Linked DNA regions of Mus musculus: regions 1, 2, 4, 5, 6 and 7 are each linked to region 3. A link is a contact called in public Hi-C, HiCAR-type, HiChIP or PLAC-seq and promoter capture Hi-C data. All regions are on one chromosome and are shown on one strand. The core of a region is the stretch at or near the end of the contact, and the rest is flanking DNA. Distances in the headings are between cores, read along the strand shown.

The links. Hi-C and Micro-C count contacts between places; a contact is called where the count stands out from the background. HiCAR-type assays count read pairs that join an accessible place to other places. HiChIP or PLAC-seq counts read pairs in DNA pulled down with a chosen protein or histone mark. Capture Hi-C pulls out chosen DNA fragments and counts their contacts.
Region 1: a contact with region 3 is called in an H3K27ac HiChIP or PLAC-seq map of thymic regulatory T cells, with 12 times the contacts expected there. The contact joins the promoter of Uqcrb here to the promoter of Fastkd3 in region 3. A contact is called at or near these places in 11 of 39 promoter capture datasets (the 3T3-L1 cell line, the C10 cell line, the HPC-7 cell line and 7 more), 2 of 484 Hi-C or Micro-C datasets (CD8 T cells and LSK cells), 4 of 115 datasets of contacts at active chromatin or transcription factors (astrocytes, cardiomyocytes, large pre-B cells and 1 more) and 2 of 9 other capture datasets (adipose tissue and liver).
Region 2: a promoter capture Hi-C map of liver shows a contact between it and region 3, with 5 times the contacts expected there. The contact joins the promoter of Zfp708 here to the promoter of Fastkd3 in region 3. A contact is called at or near these places in 1 of 39 promoter capture datasets (pre-B cells), 1 of 484 Hi-C or Micro-C datasets (B cells), 3 of 115 datasets of contacts at active chromatin or transcription factors (epiblast stem cells, large pre-B cells and stem cell-derived neural progenitor cells) and 2 of 9 other capture datasets (adipose tissue and liver).
Region 4: a HiCAR-type map of astrocytes shows a contact between it and region 3, with 2.7 times the contacts expected there. The contact joins the promoter of Ube2ql1 here to the promoter of Fastkd3 in region 3. A contact is called at or near these places in 1 of 39 promoter capture datasets (liver), 1 of 115 datasets of contacts at active chromatin or transcription factors (astrocytes) and 1 of 9 other capture datasets (adipose tissue).
Region 5: a promoter capture Hi-C map of adipose tissue shows a contact between it and region 3, with 4 times the contacts expected there. The contact joins the promoter of Zfp953 here to the promoter of Fastkd3 in region 3. A contact is called at or near these places in 2 of 39 promoter capture datasets (pre-B cells and second pharyngeal arch cranial neural crest), 3 of 115 datasets of contacts at active chromatin or transcription factors (astrocytes, embryonic brain and large pre-B cells) and 1 of 9 other capture datasets (adipose tissue).
Region 6: a contact with region 3 is called in a Hi-C map of B cells, with 9 read pairs. The contact joins the promoter of Zfp429 here to the promoter of Fastkd3 in region 3. A contact is called at or near these places in 2 of 39 promoter capture datasets (the C10 cell line and embryonic stem cells), 1 of 484 Hi-C or Micro-C datasets (B cells) and 2 of 115 datasets of contacts at active chromatin or transcription factors (astrocytes and embryonic stem cells).
Region 7: a Hi-C map of B cells shows a contact between it and region 3, with 6 read pairs. The contact joins the promoter of Rsl1 here to the promoter of Fastkd3 in region 3. A contact is called at or near these places in 1 of 39 promoter capture datasets (pre-B cells), 3 of 484 Hi-C or Micro-C datasets (B cells, CD4 T cells and CD8 T cells) and 1 of 115 datasets of contacts at active chromatin or transcription factors (pancreatic cancer cells).

Annotation. Positions count from the first base shown.
Region 1 is chr13:66,903,961-66,906,660 of GRCm38.p6, forward strand. It overlaps Uqcrb (ubiquinol-cytochrome c reductase binding protein), which reads right to left and starts at 1,390. Exons shown (of 4, transcript NM_026219.2): 1 at 1,333-1,390. The coding sequence starts at 1,351. It overlaps Gm10767 (predicted gene 10767), which reads left to right and starts at 1,455. Exons shown (of 3, transcript NM_001177750.1): 1 at 1,455-1,661. It also overlaps a transcript of Mterf3 not described here.
Region 2 is chr13:67,080,182-67,082,881 of GRCm38.p6, forward strand. Zfp708 (zinc finger protein 708) reads right to left here and starts at 1,364. Exons shown (of 4, transcript NM_001012448.2): 1 at 1,269-1,364. The coding sequence starts at 1,274.
Region 3 is chr13:68,580,861-68,583,560 of GRCm38.p6, forward strand. Fastkd3 (FAST kinase domains 3) reads left to right here and starts at 1,350. Exons shown (of 7, transcript NM_027123.5): 1 at 1,350-1,490; 2 at 2,679-2,700. It overlaps Mtrr (5-methyltetrahydrofolate-homocysteine methyltransferase reductase), which reads right to left and starts at 1,309. Exons shown (of 15, transcript NM_172480.3): 1 at 1,205-1,309.
Region 4 is chr13:69,738,504-69,741,203 of GRCm38.p6, forward strand. Ube2ql1 (ubiquitin-conjugating enzyme E2Q family-like 1) reads right to left here and starts at 1,394. Exons shown (of 2, transcript NM_001145162.1): 1 at 55-1,394. The coding sequence starts at 837.
Region 5 is chr13:67,359,174-67,361,873 of GRCm38.p6, forward strand. Zfp953 (zinc finger protein 953) reads right to left here and starts at 1,399. Exons shown (of 4, transcript NM_001038651.3): 1 at 1,331-1,399. The coding sequence starts at 1,336. Gm17039 (predicted gene 17039) reads left to right here and starts at 1,492. Exons shown (of 2, transcript NR_167764.1): 1 at 1,492-1,890; 2 at 1,999-2,700.
Region 6 is chr13:67,398,400-67,401,099 of GRCm38.p6, forward strand. It overlaps Zfp429 (zinc finger protein 429), which reads right to left and starts at 1,368. Exons shown (of 4, transcript NM_001080941.1): 1 at 1,297-1,368. The coding sequence starts at 1,332.
Region 7 is chr13:67,171,928-67,174,627 of GRCm38.p6, forward strand. It overlaps Rsl1 (regulator of sex limited protein 1), which reads left to right and starts at 1,255. Exons shown (of 4, transcript NM_001013769.1): 1 at 1,255-1,326. The coding sequence starts at 1,291.

The DNA.
Region 1 (2,700 bases), core at 140-2,639, 1.7 Mb before region 3:
CAAACAAAATGGGTTCTGAGAACCGAAATCAGGCCAGTATTTACATTGCAAGGCAAACTTTTTACCAACTGAGCTATATTCTCAGTCCCTAAGCGTTAAGGCTACTTTCTTACCATAGAAGGAAAAAGAGGCTCCCTTCTTATTATCTCCTTCTAATTTCCTAATCCTCAGTACAGATTACTACATGGCTTCCTCCAACCTTTAAATTAGAAGTCATGCATAAAATTGTTTCTAAGAGAAATTTAAATTGTCAAGGGCTAATGCTCAGTTGGTATATTGCTTGCCTAACATACACCACAAAGCCCTGGGCTCCAACTCCAGCACTACATAAAACATGCATAGTGATTCATTCCTGCAATTCCAGCATTTTTAGGGTGGAGGAAAAAAGAATCAGAGGTTCAAGGTCATTCTTCAATACACAGCTAACTTGGGCTACCCTGGCTCAAAAAATAAAAATATTAAAAAAAAGCATAAGAACTAAATTGTTAACACAGCAGTGATTATAATATCGATTAATATTTACTTAACAAATGTGTCAGGCACTACTCTGTTTGCCACATTATAGATCAAAAGCCTGTTGCAGAAAAGGAAGCTGGCTTACGTAAGTATTAAACTCAACAAAACAGAATACTTTTCCTAAAATTGTGTCAAATGGGTAAAATTAATGCCTTCAGAATTTCCAGGGACTGTGAGAAGGTTATCAGTATTGTTTTTAAAGACTATTCCAACGTATACCATCAGTGGGCAAAGATTAAGCTTTAAAAAAAAATAGGAGGGGAGAGGGTGAGTAATATTTGATGTGAAAACATTCTGGCACTCTATCTCAAATTTGTTCTAGTGCCTACATTAAACAAAAGTCCTTACAGCCCTGCAGCCCCAGCTCACCGTCCAGATATGCCAAGGTTAACCTGAAACCTCACTATAACCCTATCTTACTTCCTTTTAATTCTTCTGACAAGTCTTAGGAGCGTCATGCGGGCTCGGGCGCTGTTTGCTCCGATCACTGTCACTGAAGTGGCCTGCGCCTGACTCCAAATGCTCCCCACTACTCGCTGTGGCTGTCGTCTGCTGACCTCCTCACCTCCCTAAGCTGTCCCAAGGCGGAGGGGAAGGAGGCCGAACCCGGTCAGCCCCGCTGGGCTCCTTCCGGCAGAGGTCCCTGTTCTAACCCTCAGGCAGGCCCGACCTGGCTCAGCGAAACCTGTCCTTTGAGCTGCTGGGTCGCCACGTCTCTTATCACAAACTAGCTATTTAGCTAACGCAAAAGGAGAACAAGTTCGTGAGAAAATACAACCGCTCCACGATACCCACAAAGGAGGAGTAATTACTCACCAGCAGATCGGCCCGCCATTTTGACCTGAGAGTGAAGCGCTGCCTTCTGGGTAAGTCCTAGAGGACACGCCGGGCTCCTACGCAGGCGTCCTGGATACTTTAGGAAGGGGAAGGGAGGGGCAGGCGCTGCTCTGACCGCCAGCAGAAGGCATTTACTCTTTCCTACCTGAATGGACTCCACACATTAGGCTGATCTTTTTGTGTGCCTTGTTACAAAAAACATTCTTCGCGACACAATGGGGAAAGTACTGCGAAATTAGGAGACAGTGTTATTCAATGCTCTGTTATAGGAAAGAACCTTTGCGGAATAAATGGAGTCTTGGAGACAGGTAATGTAGTAAATGATTTTCAGGCAAACCGCATCTCAAAATGCATGGAGGGGATGCTAGGACGCTAGAGGACGCTTGATGCTCAAATTCTTTATGTCAAATGGTGCGGTGTTTTAATATAATGTATACACTATTGCATTCTTTAAATCACCTCAGGATTACTTTAATACAGAATATAAAGTAAGCACCACACAAATAACTGTTATACTGCACTATTTTGGAAGTAACACAGGTATAATGAACATTTATAGTTAACACAGATATACCCCTTCCCGATCTGTGGTAGACTCAATCTATAGGTCTGCAATCTTTGGGTTCAGAAGTGTGGCTATATTCTCATTTAATTCTAAATCATCAGTGTAATTACTGGTGCTATCAGTATTGAAGAGAGAAGGAAGCTGAGCCTCAGAAAAGTTCAATAAGTTATCCAAGGGCATTGAAATTGGGTAGAGTCCAGGTTTGTTTGTTTGTTTGTTAACTAGAATTGAGAAATCCAGTTTCAAATTCGGGCTTCCTTATTTCTAGGATCATATGCTGCACAACCAATCCCAGATAACTTTCAGCTTCTAGGCTTCACTTTCCCCACCTAAAAATCCCTATCAAACAATTTTAGTAGAAAGTTAGGTTGGATAAGCTTTAAAAATATTAACTTTAAGGTAGGAGTAAATGGCACATGCAAGATCCAAGAATTCAGTAGTCTGAGGCAGGAGGATCCCTGCAAGTTCAAGACTACAGTTGTCTACATAGTGAATCTGGCATCAGTCTGCAAGACCTTACCTAAAACAAAACAACAACAACAAAACCCCTAAGATATATTTAGAATTTGCATATAGTATTAAAAATGGAGCAAGCAGAAAGACTATAGACTGTGCTTTCAAGATCTCAACCCCAACAGGTAGAGTCTAAAATAAAAAACTAAGGACAGAAAGTGGAGTTACTGTTGAGTTTTACTATGACTCGATAGTGGTCTTTTTTTTTTTTTTTTTTGAGGTAGATACTATTTATTATTTCTTGGTTTCCCTCTCATTGACATCAACTA
Region 2 (2,700 bases), core at 114-2,613, 1.5 Mb before region 3:
TAAAAGTGTAGATAGACAGACAGATAGATAGATAGATATCAAACATCTATGTGTTGTGACCTATAATATAATTGTGCTTATTGCTGTATCACCTCTACATTGTAGGAAACGAGATTTAAGGTACAAGAAAATGTACTTTTCACACCTTAAACAGTGTAAAACGGCACATTCTTAGTTTCCTGCAGATTAGTGACATTAATTAGAAAATGTCCATATTTTAATGATTGTTAGATGATACATAGAAAGTATTGGTATTGATGTAGTTTAAAGCCCATGCTTCTCAGGTATAGATTTTAATGCTGTAAGTCAGTCTCCAGCACACAAATCAATTTGACTGAAGTGTGGCAAAAACAGTACAAATGTCAGGATGAGCAGCGGCTGTATACAAAGGGCAGGGTGAGCATTGGCTGTATACAATCACAGGACCCTGAGTGAGCCACAGCTCTTCAACTTCACTCTCAATCTTTCCACACAACACCAAATTTCTGACATCGCAGTCTCCGGTGCAATTGTATGTGGTAATAATCTCTAGTATTTTCCACTCTGCAGTGTTGTAGGATCAGTGATAGCTGGGACAAAGTTCAGAGTGCCCCCTCGATGAGATTTTTTTTTTTTTCCTCATACAGGTGTGTGAATGTGAGGGTTCTGTCACAGTGGGTAAAGGAGTGATTCCTATCCAAAGTGAGCCGCCCTGAAAACTAACAATTTATCACAAAGAAAACGGGACGAACATCCCATACACCAAACTCCCCCGCAGAACTCACTGTCCTGGAAACTATGAGCCACACGAACTCAAAATCAGAGTCCTGGGCCTCTCATTGAATACGGGAGGGCCCAGAAAAACCCACTTGCTCTAGATTTCCTGAGGGATCTGACAACAGCAATGTGAAAACTAGTTAACAGCAAGCTTCCCCAGCCAAGGTGGGGTATGAGCTCTCATCACAGCCTGCCTCTGGCACGGTCAGCCAAGCCACCCTGCTCTACCAACCCTAGACTTTCCAGTCTCCATTCTCGCAGTAGCAGGCCACCTCTCAGGTCCCTGAAACACATGATTGACTCTGTCAGCCGCTCTGTCCTAACAGAGCAATCACTCCTTGCACCGTGCGTGCGCCCCACCCCTGCACTCTGGCCAAGCCTAGGTCCGCACTGCAGGACCACGTGGGCTTCTCTCCGCCTCCCGCCCAGCCCTCCCCGGCTCCCTGCACCCCGGGCCCGCCCACCCGTATAGTTCATGAGGCCTGCAAGGCTAGGCTGCAGCCGGGACCAACCTCCATGTCGAGCGCGGAGCGCAAGCCACACTGTTCCAACTTTGAGAAAGCCGCAGAGTTTGGAGAAACACAAAAGCAAAATGAACCGGAAGCACAGAGGAGTAGAGTCCGGTCTAGCGGAGTCATGCTAAGAGAGACTACATTTCCCAGAAGTCTACGCGAAGGACTGCCCTGAACCAAAGTCAGGGAGAACTATTTATAGCCTGTCACTGGATTAGGCTGCTTTTTAAGTCTCAAATTTACAAAGGTCTTGTGGGAATATAAATCCAGCCTTTGACGGCAACTTGTATTAGGTTTACTTCTTACTCTGATCAAAGACGTTACCTAAAAAGCTCTGGGGTTCCTAGAGTCTTTTGGCAGGAGGAAAACTCATTGACTCAATTATACTAGATTTAAAATAAAAACCATCAGCAGCTCCTGCCTCCGGGTTCCTGCCCTCTTTGAATTCCAGCCTTGGCTTCTTCCAATGGACAGCAATCCAGGTTATGTAAACCAAATAAACTCTTTTCTCCTGTGATTTCTATTCTTGGTACTTGACTACATCTAGAATTAGATGGAATCCAGAAGAAATACAAGGGACACCTTTGAGGGATTTTTGTTTGTTTGAAGTGGGTGGATCCACTTCTAGTCATGACTTGTGAGGTAGATGTTGTGGGTTGCCCTGGTGCTGTTTGTATTCTGATGTTAATTCAGCTTCCTCAAGAGGGGTTGCCCCTGAGAGGAGTGGATCACATACTCAGGTGATTTCCTGTGAACCTTCTCCCCATTCTAACTGGTCAAATAAAGACTAGAGCCTGTGATTGGGCAGTGGAAGGGAAAGGTGGGGCTAGAGGTTTTAGGAAGTGAGGGAAGAGTAGGGAGCGAGGGAGGAAGAAGACTGAGGAAGAGAAGATAAGAGGAAGATGGAGCAGAACCACAAGGCCCTGAGAGGCAGCAAATAATGTGGGATCTCACAGCTGGGGAATAGAGTAGTGTAGTGATAAATCTGCTCAGTCTAAGCGTGCAGCTTGTAAATAATGTAACTGAGTTGTGTGGTTTTTGCATAGACTTATTGGGGTATCAGGGTTGGGGAATTACTGCAACAGGTGGAAATACATGCCTTTAATTCCAATCCTGAGGTGGGAAGATAACAATTTTAATCTGGACCACACCTTCTGCTGGAAGTCTATATAACAGCAATTTTCTCTTTTTTCTCTTCCTTCCTTCCTTTTTTTTTTTTTTTTTTTTTTCTTTTCCGAGACTGGGTTTCTCTGTGTAGCCCTGGCTGTCCTGGAACTCATTTTGTAGACCAGGCTGGCTTCTAACTCAGAAATCTGCCTGCCTCTGCCTCCCGAGTGTTGGGATTAAAGTCATGTGCCACCGCGCCCTGCTATAAAGCAATTTTCAACATGCAAGTTATGACCCCTTGAGGGTCAAACAACCCTTTTCAGGG
Region 3 (2,700 bases), core at 100-2,599:
CAGGAGGTATACAAAAGTGACGTTTTTGAATTGTCCCTGATGGCGTGAAACCCACTCTTGATTTCTAGCTACTGTTGGGTCTTGCAAGTGTCTGTCATTCATTAGTGCCTAACTATAGGAGTGATCTGCCTTTCTGCCCATTTGTACTCTGAATTAGGATCATAAGCCTGAATGGTGAAGGGGCTAAGCCATGCTCAAACACAGTGTCGCTTACAAAGGCTATTGTTTCTGCCGTTTAAAAACAAAGCAAAAAAAAAACAAAAAACAAAAACAAAAAACAAAAACAAACTGTAACTCAGCAGTTAAGAGACCACTGACTGCTCTTCCCAAGGTTCTGAGTTCAAATCCCAGCAATCACATGGTAGCTCACAACCATCCCTAATGAGATCTGACGCCCTCTTCTGGTGCCTCTGAAGACAGCTACAGTGTACTTACATATAATAATAAATAAACCTTTAGGCTGGAGCGAGCAGGATCCTCCGGAGCAAGTAAAGGTTCTGAATTCAAAGTCCCAGAAACGACATGATGGTTCACAACCATCAGTACAGCCACAGTATACTCATATATATAAAATAAATAAGTAATCTTTAAAAAACCAAAACTGTAACTGTACAATGTTCACGTGAAACTGGGGAGTTCGTGTTTCCTGCTAGATCCTAATCAAAGCACTGGTCGTCATCAAAGATGGCATCATTGCATCTATCAGTAGTCAGCGTACATGGACTTTACACAGAGACGGTATTTCTAATTCATGCCTTACCCCGGAGATAACCAAGAGAAAAAGAAGATAAAGGGCTCTGGGATTCCACACTCCGCCATTCTATCCAGTGGCTAACGCTGAGTGGTAGCCGGCCTATATAAAATTATCTTTTCCTGAGTGAATCAACTCTAGTTAGTTTCTAAGCACTTGTGGCTTATCCGCTGGGGAGCTAGGACACAAACCCTTCAAAGGTTCATCGGGAAGCACTGCCACAGACTCGACAGGACCAATGGGTGACACGTGCGAGCTCACGAGGTTTTGGGAAAGGTGGCGGAGCCGACTCCTCCCAAGTGCTCCCCGTGAACCCCACCGCGGTCCGCCTCCCAAGTGCTCCCCGTGAACCCCACCGCGGTCCGGAAAACTCAGCGGCTCATCCCCACTGCGCAGGCGCGAGTCCCGGCTCCCCCACCGCTTCCGTCGCTCCCGCCGTCCCCCGCCGAATACCTCCAGGCGCGAATTCCCGCGCGGAACCCCGTTCTCCTCCGACAGGCACAGTCCGGGAGCACTGCGCACGCGCGCGGCACAGCACGCATGCTCCGCACGACCGCCAACAGACATGCGGGCGGACCTGGGCCAATCGCTGATCGCCGGATGTGGGTGGGTGGGTGGCCTTAGTGCCGCGCACGCGCCGGAATGTTCTCCAGGTAAGGGGCAGCGTCCGTGTACGGACGCTCCCAGGGCTCGGAAGCTCCGTGTCTGTCCTGTCCCGGGTGCGGCTTGGAGCCGCTCGGTAAGTGTCTCGGGATTAGGACCCCCGGGCTTCCCCACTCGTGCTCCGTGGGCTCCGGTCCGGTCGCGCGGCGCCTGCCTCCGCCGTTGCCCTGCTCCGCTTGCTTTTCTGTGATTGTGCGTGAGCCCCAGCCCAGCTTCTCAGCGCGAATTACCATGCTTTGCCCGGCTCATACCCGGAGTTTGAATCTTGTCGGCTGCTCCTCCTCTCTCGCAATTATCAACATTGACGTTCCCTTTCCCCATCACGTGAGTGTCGAGATTTGGAGGTAGAATCTGAATTCCAGCTCTTCCTCTTCGCGCCCAGCTTCACTGTACACAGAGGTGGTTTCCTTGGGCTGCAGGGTCCTTAGCGGGAAAAGCGTCAACCAGACGAACTGAATTACAGTAACCTAGCCCATAGGCAGGACTTAAAGTAAGGGCTGGGCAGCGATCGCAGTTAGGGTTAGGAGCCAGCATCTCGCCCAGACACAGTGAAGCCACAGGAAGTCAGCCCTATGATGCTTCAGTCTACCCGACAACACTAAGGTGTTCAAGGGCCACTGAAAAGAAATTTCAGAATGAGCCAGAGCGCAGCAAGGTCAATGAGTTCTGATTACTCAAAAAATAGCCTTTTTTGAAAACTGAAGAGACGCGTAAGCCTGAAAGCCTGAGTAGTAACTTATGTATAGGATTATGGGGTTTGGGGGGCTATTTAATCAGCAGCCAACTTTAAACATATTAAAGGAGACATGCCTTGGTGCACACCCTTCACTTTGTCCATAGAACATGGCCTTTGAAGAGGAATTACGTTGTGGTAAAACATTAATCTGAGATCCTTACATACACATAGGACTCAAGGAGTTTAGATATAAGGCATAGTTCATTTAAAAAAAAAAACCTAGTGACACTGCCTAGAAAGGGGTGTGCATGTCTTCTACCGGTGCCTTGTCTAGTTATGGTGCAACTGTTGGGTGTCAGCCAATTGGGTGTGGCAATCAGGACCAGGAGAGTGGGGACCCCCTTCCCAGGCTTTCTCTTGTTTCCTGGCTCGGTGGGAAAAGTAAACCTTGGTTTTTAAAATATTTTTGCAAGGTTCTTTTTTTTTTTTAATCTTTGTCATGGGATACTCATTCTTAGTTTCGTAGCGTTGGTGTTGTCTTTCTCAGCATTTGACCATGGTTTTTGTTTTTGTTTTTCTTATGCTAAGTCACATGTTGTGAATTCTATGG
Region 4 (2,700 bases), core at 144-2,643, 1.2 Mb after region 3:
GGCCTAGCCTCGAACTCCCCACCCAACCCGGGCCTCTGCTCCTGGCCGTCTTACCTGGCCCTTGACCAGGCTGGCAGCAAACTGGCGCATGACGGCCTCCACCGTGTAGGCGCTGGACCAGCCGCGCGGCGTGAGCAGCTCCATGCAGATGGCGCCTCCGTCCAGCACGTAGCCGTTCTCCAGTCGCGGGCTGAGCACCCGCATGAAGGGCGGCGAGAAGGGGAAGTTATCGGGGAAGGTGAGGTTGAGCAGGATGAACTCTGTGTTGGTCTCCTTCATGTCCTGCCACAGCACCGAGTCCTTGTCCACCTGGTGCAGCTTCACGTTCCAGTCGAAGAGGTTCTCGTTTACCAGCTCCACCGAGATGAAGCGGTCGCTGAGGCGCGCGATGTCCTGGAGCTCCTTCATGAGCCGCCGGCTGCGCACCTGTGTGCAGTGCTGCTGGCGCGCCGCGGGCACTAGGCTGCCGCCCGCCGCCGCCGCGGCCACCGCGGGGCCCGGCCCCGCCCTGGCGCCCGCCGCCCGCTCCCGGGGGCCCCCGGCGCCCGCCGCCCCCGCCGCCCCCGCGGCTGGCTGCGGCTGCTTGTCGCGCGCGGCCAGTTCCGCCGCGCGCTTACTCTTGCCCTTGCCGGGCCCCGGGCTGGCGTCGCCTGAGCCCCCGGGGTGCTGCTGTTGCTGCTGCTGCTTGTGGCCGCTGCTCTTACCACCACCTTTGCCGCGCAGCGATGCGCTCTGCTGGCCGCCGCCTCCGCCACGGTGGTTGTGGTGGTGCTTGGGGTCCTCGGTGTCCCGGTTGTGCAGGCGAATGAGCCCGATTTTACGGAGCAGCGTGGCCATCTTAGGCTCGGCTCTGGCGAGGGGCTTGCCGGGGCTCCTGTTCCCCGAGCCGGATAGCTGGGACGCACGGGGCTTGTGGGGGGGAGGCAGACGACCGCTTAGTGGGGCGCGGCGAGGGCCACCTTAGGAGCCGGCGGCCGTGGCGCAGCGGAGCGGGCAGTACCAGCGCTCGCTGGCCGCCTTGTCGCCGCTGTCATATGACGGGTCTTCTCGGGCAAGGGCTCCGGTAGCCCAGGGAGGGGAGGCGTGGAGACGCGGCTCAGCTGCTGTTCCTGGCCGGTCCCTGGGCGCAGTCCCCGGACGCCGGGTGTCCGTGGTCCTTTGTGCGCGGCCGCAGACCCGCTGGTCCCGAGTCTAAGAGCTGCACCGCGGCGCGCACAACCGCCCGCGGTGCCCCGGAGACAGCGAGGTGGCCGTGGAGTCGCGCTGTGCGCCTGCCGGGCCGTGCTGCGCTGGCGGCTACCGCGGGGCCCGGGCCACTGCCGCTCTCGTTGCCGCCGCCGCTGCGGCTGCTGACATTGCAGAGGCGGCTGCTCCGTCTGAGCCGAGCCCGGCGCGGAGGGGGCGGCACTGCCGGCCGGGAGGGGGAGCGCGGGGCGGAGCCGCGGGCTTGACTGCACCGAGCCACCCCCGCCGCCAGGTTCCTGCGGCGACACACGCACGGCCGCTGGGGGGAGACAGCGGTACGCGCCCGCACCATTTTCTCCTGGCTGCGTGCTAGCTGCGTGCGCTGGGGAGCCAGGGGAGGGCTGGCCTGAGCGTGCTAATAGGGTCTCTCAGAATCACTGCATTCTTTGGGACCCTAAAACCTGAATGCTGTGTTTGAGGTCCGGGCCTTATATCCCATTTAACCTCCTTAGGACAACCAGAGGGAAAAGGTGGAAATCAACCTCTTTATTAATCCTTCTAACCAGAGGTATGAGCCCAATGTTTCTACGCAACACTTCTGGGCGGTGGGAGCCTAGAATGACAGAAGGAACACGTAAGGACTTTAAAGTCAGGGCGGAAAGCGGGATGAAAGGGTAGATCTACTGCAAACTTAAAGAACAGCCCGTTCAAAGTCACGACTAAAAGCAAACCTTTAGCCAATCCACTCAGCCCTCACTGGTTTGCTCCTTCCACCCCATCCCCTGCCTGCTGGCCGCAGCGTTTCGGCTTTCCATGGCCAGGCTGTGCGTGGTGGCTGCTTTCCAAAATGCAGCGGAGAATAACACCAGACGCCTTCTCTGGCGCTGACCGGTGCTAAGAGCGGGAAAGGACTTTCCGAGCAGCAACCCCCGTTGGCCACCCCCTCCCCGCCCCCCAGGGCTGCTCTCCTGAGTGAGGGACCTCCACAATACTCAAATGAGGGAGAGATCCGCCTTCCGCCTGCAGATTCACAGTCCACCCTGCCTTTCCTTCTTCCTTCAGCCTGTGGAAACTCACTTAAAAATCTGGTGAAAATTCCAACTAAAATCTATTTCAGATTAGCTCGAACTGTGACGGTTCCGGTGTGCAGCGTGTGGCCCAATGGCGTAGGCGAAACCAATCCCTCAAGAACAACGAATATTATCCCGCTGCCATCCTAACTGGCGTCAGAGCCTACTGCCTCTGCTGGTGTGTGGATGGGGGGAAGAGAGGGGAGGGGAAGCAGCTCAGCTCTTCAGGACAGGCGTTCCTTCTAGATGACAGCCCCTTGCCTTTCTGCCCCTCACATCTTTTACCAAATTTTGAGTTTTCACTGTGGAAAATAACTGGTGATGTCGCTGTGAAGACACAGACCTGGGTTTGGAGATTCAGATTTGGGGATAGATGTGTAATGGGGGAGCCAGGCTAGCTGGTGTAGATGAGGAGTAGAAGGTTCACACCCACCCAACATTGCAC
Region 5 (2,700 bases), core at 149-2,648, 1.2 Mb before region 3:
TGGACCACACAGCTTGTGACAATAGATAAAAAACCTCTCAGAATCCACTGACAAGGCAGAACATGAAATTCTATCAGTCCAAAAGCTAAAACCTCATCAGATGGTATCTTAGGTAAATAGAATATCTCCGATGACTCTATGAGACACACACCAATGTATTTTAAATTTTCCTTGGTTAATGACATTCTCTGTTCTGTAAAACCATGAAACTGCCTTGTGTTGAAGCACAGAATTTGGATTAACCTAAGTCTGTATTCTCAGATAATGGCCACTCAAAAGGCTGACTAAACTGTCTCTTAACCCTTTAAGAGGAGAACTGCATTTTGCATGGACAGGAACCTATGTGAAAATTATAAGACCCCAAGTGTGCCAGAGCTTTCTGAATTTTTCTTACAACCACAGGAAAACATGAGGAAATCATTCTAGAAATGTCCAGTGAGCAGCAGTAAAGCTGGGTGCCAGATACAGGGACAGAGTGCATTTAAGAGAATTTAGATATTTCTGATAATGTGAACAGACAGAAGAAAATCATGTGACCAGAGGAGGGCCATCTCCTTTCTCTTTCAGAGACATTCCAGTCCCTTCCAGAGATCATGAGTTCCATTTCTCTCATCTCACCAAGTCATCTCTCATATCTGAGAAGGAGTCCAAATTTTGGACAGAACACATACTAAGAATTGTTGAGTATTATTGTCTAGTGTTTTTTTTTTTTAGCAGAAGGGCAAAATTCATAATTATTTGGATTGTGCAAACACTGGTTCATATCAATTACAGGACTACTCTGTGGCTATACAGCCATGTATTGTGGTGATTCAGGTACAGGATTATACATCCTGAGTTCTTATTCAACCCGAGGCATCCATAAATCTAACACTTTATTCCAAAGGAAAAGGAACTAACATTCCACACAACAATCACCCTCACGGGACTCTTTGTCCCTGGCACTAGGAACTTTAGGAAGATTTGTGAAGTCAAACTCCAGTACTAGATAGAACACAGAGTATAGGAGGCGCTAGATGTCCAAGTGTTCTAAATCTCCTGAGAATCTGACTACAGCCACGTGAGAACGGGTCAGCTAGGCAGAGCATATTTCCCCAGTAAAGATGAGTGCGCTCCTTTCAGCATCTCAGAAATAAGCAGTCAGCAGACCCAGCCTGCCCTTGCCATCCTGTTGTTTCCAACTTTCTTCCCTAGCCTAGGTCAGCACAACATCTCCAGGTCAGCAGCTTGCCCTGTCTCATAACAAGCCCAGATAAGCTCCTTCCGTGCCCGATACGCCACCCTGCACAGTCCCTCAGATCTGCAAGGTTGCGGTGTTCCCTGCACCAACCTCCATGTCAGAGATCCAAACGAAGGTTTCAACAGGACAGACGCCTAACTCTGGGGAGAAGTTAAGTTTGAAAATCAAATGCGGAAGTTTGATAGCAACGGCCAGCCTTCTGATGACGTCACAGGCATCCGGACTACATTTCCCACAAATCAGTGCGAAGAACTTCCATGAACCCACAGAACTGGGTTGTTCACCTGCTGGTATCCTGACTGTGATTCCTTGAAGTTGGGAAGAAACAGTCTTCTGCACTTGGGCAGTCACAGGGCATTTGGATTCATTTAAAGTTCTGTGGTCCCAGCACGCAATGTTAGCCTGTGAGTCGACCCTTTCACAGTGATGTTTATCAGGTTTCTTAGTTATTTCTGCTAGAACACCGTGATTTTAAACTATCTTACTACCACATGGAAAACTCGCACTTTCATGACTTGCTTTACTTAAAAATATGGAAGCAAGAGCTAATTTAAGGTGCTCTTGAAACCATCCTTGGTGACCCTGCCTGCTACGCAGCATATCAGGTGCTTAAGACAAAAGACTTAGAATTCAAAGCCAGCAACCATCAGGTATTTTCTGAGCACTTGCTTTCCTCTGCATCTCTCCCAAGAGGAGGAGCAGAGCTCCTGGGATCGCAGTGGTGTATGTCCTAACTCTTGGTCCATTTTGTATTATAGGATTTCTGCCTGTGTTAGGTTTGATGTTCCGTATTGAATTCTCCGTCTCTCATGTGAGCCTGTCATCGTTCATATTTGGCAATATTTGAACATCAGTGGTATCCGCCTTGAACTTCCGTTATTTCTCCGAAGCAGAACACCGAGATAATTCCTTCTTGAATACAAAGGTATCAGAAATATGTTCATAGCATTGCCAAATGAGGTCGGTATATTAAAGAAGTTACACTGGAAACATACAATATTGAGAATTCCCATCTCTTCTTGGGAAGGTTTATTCCTGTGAAGTTCAAGCTTGAGTCAAAGTTACAAACCCCATTGCAGAAAAGGCTTCATACTTCCCTGATATATTATGATTCAAAAGGAAGCTGTTTCAGAGCAAAGACTGTGCAGAGTCCCTATTGAGTTCTTTGTCAGGGAGTGTGTTTACCTATGGATGCAGAACACCTTCCTCGATTTAGAGAAACTAGAGTCAAGAAGCAGTACATTCACCTGGACACTTGATTGGCATGTCTGTTTAGAATGAGGTCATGAGTGGTCTGTCCTCCTCCTGAATATTGCAGTGGAAGGCATTGTCAGCAACCACAAGGACAGAATTTCTGAGCATAGCAAGTTTTCTAATATGTGTATGTGTTGAGGTTCGGTGTGTTGCTATGTTTTGTTATGCTAAATTCTCTACTCAAAGGTCTAGACTCTCTACTGACT
Region 6 (2,700 bases), core at 118-2,617, 1.2 Mb before region 3:
AGTCGGGCAGATCTAAAGATTAACAGGACATTGATGGGAAGTAAACATGAGAGAGAGGCAAAGAGAACGATGGATTCCTGATCAGGTTCCAAACAATACAGACTCCCCATTCCCTACCAGCCTGTCTATACTACACAGTGCTTAAAATACATACAACACAGATCATGAAGCAGCAACTCCTAGGTTGTGCCAAGTGTCAAAGAGTCTCTGAGTGTGGAGTGAGGATTAAAGACAGGAGAGGCCGAAAAAAGATGCAGAGCCAAGAAATAGACTTGGGAGGACTGCTGGTCAATACCACAGCAGCCTCAAGTTTATTATTCACCGCCCTTTTATACCTCATATTACCATGGGCAGCAAAGCTACAAGATAACAGAAACACTGGCAGAAATATACACAATGTTCATAAACTTCTTCAACAAGTCCAAGCCCTGATAATGTCATGTTGACCGGAACCATTGTGGGCCAAGCGGACATTATCTCTTTTTTTAAAACTCTCAACTGTAAAGTAGGGATGGAGGTCCTTTCAAAAGTTTAGAAAATACAGCCCTCAAGGTGAAACATGATGTGAGCTCGTCTCGATCCCACTCTGCCTTGTAGACATTCCTGCCAGTGTATCCACTCCATGCGTTTCTTCAACCCTAGTCCAAGATTTTCAGTGCATTCAGGCAGATCTGTTGGCAGTGTCCCAGAATTCCCCTAAACGACACCTGTAGTACCTCGGATTTTTCCTCTCTTAATTCTTTACTGGCAGAGAAAAGTGAACACAGTCAGACCTCAAGGCCATTGCTATAAGCTGGCTACAGAGTACACGGGGACCAGAAACCCTTTTACTCTAAAGACACAAAGGACTCTGGCAGCATCCAGGTGAGATGGGGGCAGCCAGGAATGCGCGTTTCCAGCAATGCAGGTCTGTGGGCTCTGGCACTCTCTCAGGAGCAGGTAGTCAGCTCATCACCATTAGTTTGCAATCTAGTCCCCCACTACCAAGCTGCTCCAGTGTACCAGAGAACCAAGGCAGACTCGGGCTGCTCTCGGTGTTCTAAAGGAAACCTTCACTCAGGACACAATCCCAAAAGGCCAGTCCCCTCACTCCAAAACTGCAGCCTCAGCGGTCCCAGCCAGTTCAGCACAGCAAGTCCTGGCAGCTGCTTCCGCCCTCCCACCCAGCCCAGAAGCGCTCCCTCCAAGACAGAGCCCTGCTCTGGCACCCACCCCAGTCTATGCTGCTTCCTTGAACCAACCTCCCTGACACAGACCCCGCACAGAGCCCCAAGCAACGCTGCTGACTGGACCAACCTTCTTGTCAGAGACAACTGGAATAGATAGCCGCATAGGATTTCCGCCCAACTTTGAGGAAGAGGCACAAGTACAAACCTGAAGTCAGAAGGGGATTTCCTGGAAGGCTCCCAGTGGTCACAGCGGTGCGGACTACATCTCCCAGAAGTCTGTGCGAAGGAAATCCCAGAACCCAGGGTGGGTGACTTCTACTGTTTGGAGAGGTACGTGGATGGTAACACAAAGTAGAAGGTTGAAGGAGGAAGCCTTTTCTGCAGAAAAGCTATGGGTAATGCGACCCCATTTGGTTTCGGACCCCAGAACCACATCGGAGATGTACGGATATGAGTCGAGCCTTTGACAGAAACATATGGCTTACAAGTCATTTCTAGTTGTAAGTTTAATATTACTACTTCTTGAAAAAAACAAAAAAACAAAAAACGTTGACTTAGTAGTTCGTTAAAATAACAAAGCAATACACTAACCTACGTGGGAAGGAAACGTAACTTTATAAAAGGATGTTTGAAACCAACCTTGGTGTGCCTGACTATGCTCCTAGCTCCTCAGTAACTTTTGACAAATGGACTTGCGGTACAAAGCTGGCTTGGTTTCTGCCCCAACAAACTTGTATACTGTTGTTTGTGTTTCTACTTTTCGAATATATAGAAATAATTCCTCCAGGGCATTGCTAATATTACATATACAGGAACACATGCTGTTTGAGCAGGCCAAGGAGGTTGACTCTGAAGATAAAATTTGACATTCCCAAGCCACACCCAAGCAAGTGTCTATCTAACATTCCTCTAAATCTCTTGTCCCGAGTTAATGCCCCAGACTCTCAGACATTGGAAAGGAGATCAACAAGCAGCCCAAGGAGGCATTGATTAAAACCAGCTAACAGGCTACCTATGTCCAACAGAGACTACTACTGTTGATCTGTTGGTAGAAAGGTGTCTGTAATAAAAGCAGGTCACACATCCAGTCATTTCTCCAACTTGTTGTATGTAGTTGAGACATAAATGCAAAGGCTTTGAGTTGTACTGTAGAAACAAGAGTATACAGAGCACAAACATTTTAAATTGGTATCCACCCTCACCTGCAACTAGGATTTCTTTCTGAGAGCCCTCAGAAATCAGTGTACATGGGACTGCTCACAAAACAGCCAGGGGATCACATGGAGTCAATGCCTTGGCCATTCCTTAGATCCTGTGAACTAAAGGCAGGTACTAAAACATCAGCTGCAGTGGAGTCTACTCCACTGTGGAACACAGACCCAAAGTAGCCTCTAAGAGTACAGAAGCATAGACTATGGGTGCTGAAATAAACACTGGAACCTTACAGATTAATTCCCATAATGACCTCAACCGAATGGAACCAGTCTCTGCACTCTCACTACTAATTCAATCCTGTGGTTATACTCAGAGA
Region 7 (2,700 bases), core at 5-2,504, 1.4 Mb before region 3:
AAATACATTGATTGAACTCTTAAGTCTATGCTTATGTAGTCTTAGAGGCTACTTTGGGTCTGTGTTCCACAGTGGAGTAGACTCCACTGCAGCTGATTTTTTAGTACCTGCCTTTAGTTCACAGGATCTAAGGAATGGACAAGGCTTTGACTCCATGTGATCCCCTGGCTGTTTTGTTAGCAGCCCCATGTACACTGATTTCTGAGGGCTCTCAGAAGGAAATCCTAGTTGCAGGCTACTCAACTATTGTGGTGAGGGTGTATACCACTTTAAAATGTTTGTGCTCTGTACACTCTTGTTTCTACAGTACAACTCAAAGCCTTGTGCATTTATGTCTCACCTGCATACAACAAGTAGGGGAAATGACTGGATGTGTGACCTGCTTTTATTACAGACACCTTTCTACCAACAGATCAACAGTAGTAGTCTCTGTTGGACATAGGTAGCCTGTTAGCTGGTTTTAATCAATGCCTCCATGGGCTTCTTGTTGATCTTCTTTCCAATGTCTGAGAGTCCGGGGCATTAACTCAGGACAAGAGATTTAGAGGAATGTTAGATACACACATGCTTGGGTGTGGCATGGGGATGTCAAATTTTATCTTCAGAGTCAACCTCCTTGGCCTGCTCAAACAGCATGTGTTTCTGTATGTGTAATATTAGCAATGCCCTGGAGGAATTGTTTCTATATATTCAAAAAGTAGAAACACAAACAACAGTATACAAGTTTGTTGGGGCAGACACCAAGCCAGCTTTGTATCCCAAGTCCATTTGTCAAAAGCCACTGAGGAGCTAGGAGCATAGTCAGGAACGCCAAGGCTGGTTTCAAACATTTTATAAAGTTAGTTTTCCTTGCCACGTTGGTTAGTGTATTGCTTTGTTTATTTAACGAACAACTAAGTCAACGTGCCCCCCGTCCCGTCCCCCCCCCCCCGGCCAGGAAGTAGTAATATTAAAATTACTACTAGAAATGACTTGTAAGCCAAAAGTTTCTGTCAAAGGCTTGACTCAAATCCATACATCTCCGATGTGGTTCTGGGGTCGAAAACCAATCTCATTACCCACAGCTTTTCTGCAGATAAGGCTTCCTCCTTGCACCTTCAACTGTGTGTTCCCATCCACAAAACTCTCCAAACAGTAGACTTCACCCACCCTGGGTTCTGGGATTTCCTTCGCACAGACTTCTGGGAGATGTAGTCCGCACCACTGTGACCACTGGGAGCCTTCCAGGAAATCCCCTTCTGAGTTCAGGTCTGTACTCGTGCGTCTTTCTTAAGGTTGGGCGGAAATCGTATGCGGCTATCTATTCCAGTTGTCTCTGACAAGAAGGTTGGTCCAGGCAGCAGCGTAGCCTGGGGCTCTGTGCGGGATCTGTGTCAAGGAGGTTGGTTCAGGAAGCAGCATAGCCTGGGGTTCAGTGCCGGGAGCTGGGCTCTGTCTTGGAGGGAGCGCTTGAGGACTGGGTGGGAGGGCGGAAGCAGCTGCCAGGACTGGCTGTGCTGAACTGGCTGGGGCCACTGAGGCTGCAGTTTTGGAGTGAGGGGACTGGCCTTTTGGGATTGTGTCCTGAGTGAAGGTTTCCTTTAGAACACCGAGAGCAGCCCGAGTCTGCCTTGGTTCTCTGGTACACTGGAGCAGCTTGGTAGTGGAGGACTAGATTGCAAACTAATGGTGATGAGCTGACTACCTGCTCCTGAGAGAGTGCCAGAGCTCACAGACCTGCATTGCTGGAAGCGCGCGTCCCTGGCTGCCCCCATCTCACCTGGATGCTGCCAGAGTCCTTTGTGTCTTTAGAGTAAAAGGGTTTCTGGTCCCCGTGTACTCTGTAGCCAGCTTATAGCAATGGCCTTGAGGTCTGACTGTGTTCATTTTTCGCTGCCAGTAAAGAATTAAGAGAGGAAAAATCCGAGTTACAACAGCTGTCGTGTTGGGGAATTCTGGGACATAGCCAACATATCTGTCTGAATGCACGGAAAATCTTGGACTAGGGTTGAAGAAACACATGCAGTGGACACACAGGCAGGAATGTCTACAAGGCAGAGTGGGATCAAAAGGAGCTCACACCATGTTTCACCTTGAGGGCTGTGTTTACTAAACTTGACAGGACCTCCATCCCTACTTTACAGTTGAGAATTTTTAAAAAAATATTTATTTATTTATTATATGTAAGTACACTGTAGCTGTCTTCAGACACTCCAGAAGAGGGTATCAGATTTCATTACAGATGGTTGTGAGCCACCATGTGGTTGCTGGGATTTGAACTCAGGGCCTTTGGAAGAGCAGTCGGTGCTCTTAACAGCTGAGCCATTTCACCAGCCCCGAGAATTTTTTAAAAAGAGAGTGTCCGCTTGGCCCCAAATGGTTCCGGTCAACATGACATTATCAGGGCTTGGACTTGTTGAGGAAGTTTATGGACATTGTGTATATTTCTGCCATTGTTTCTGTTATCTTGTAACTTTGCTTCCCATGGTAATATGAGGTATAAAAGGGCGGTGAAAAATAAACTCGAGGCTGCTGTGGTATTGACCAGCAATCCTCCCAAGTCTATTTCTTGGCTCTGCATCTTTTCTGCCTCTCCTGTCTTTAATCCTCACTCCATACTCAGAGACTCTTTGACTCTTGACCCAACCTAGGAGTTGCTGCTTCGTGATCTGTGTTGTATGTATTTTAAGCACTGTGTAGTATAGACAGGCTGGTAGGGAA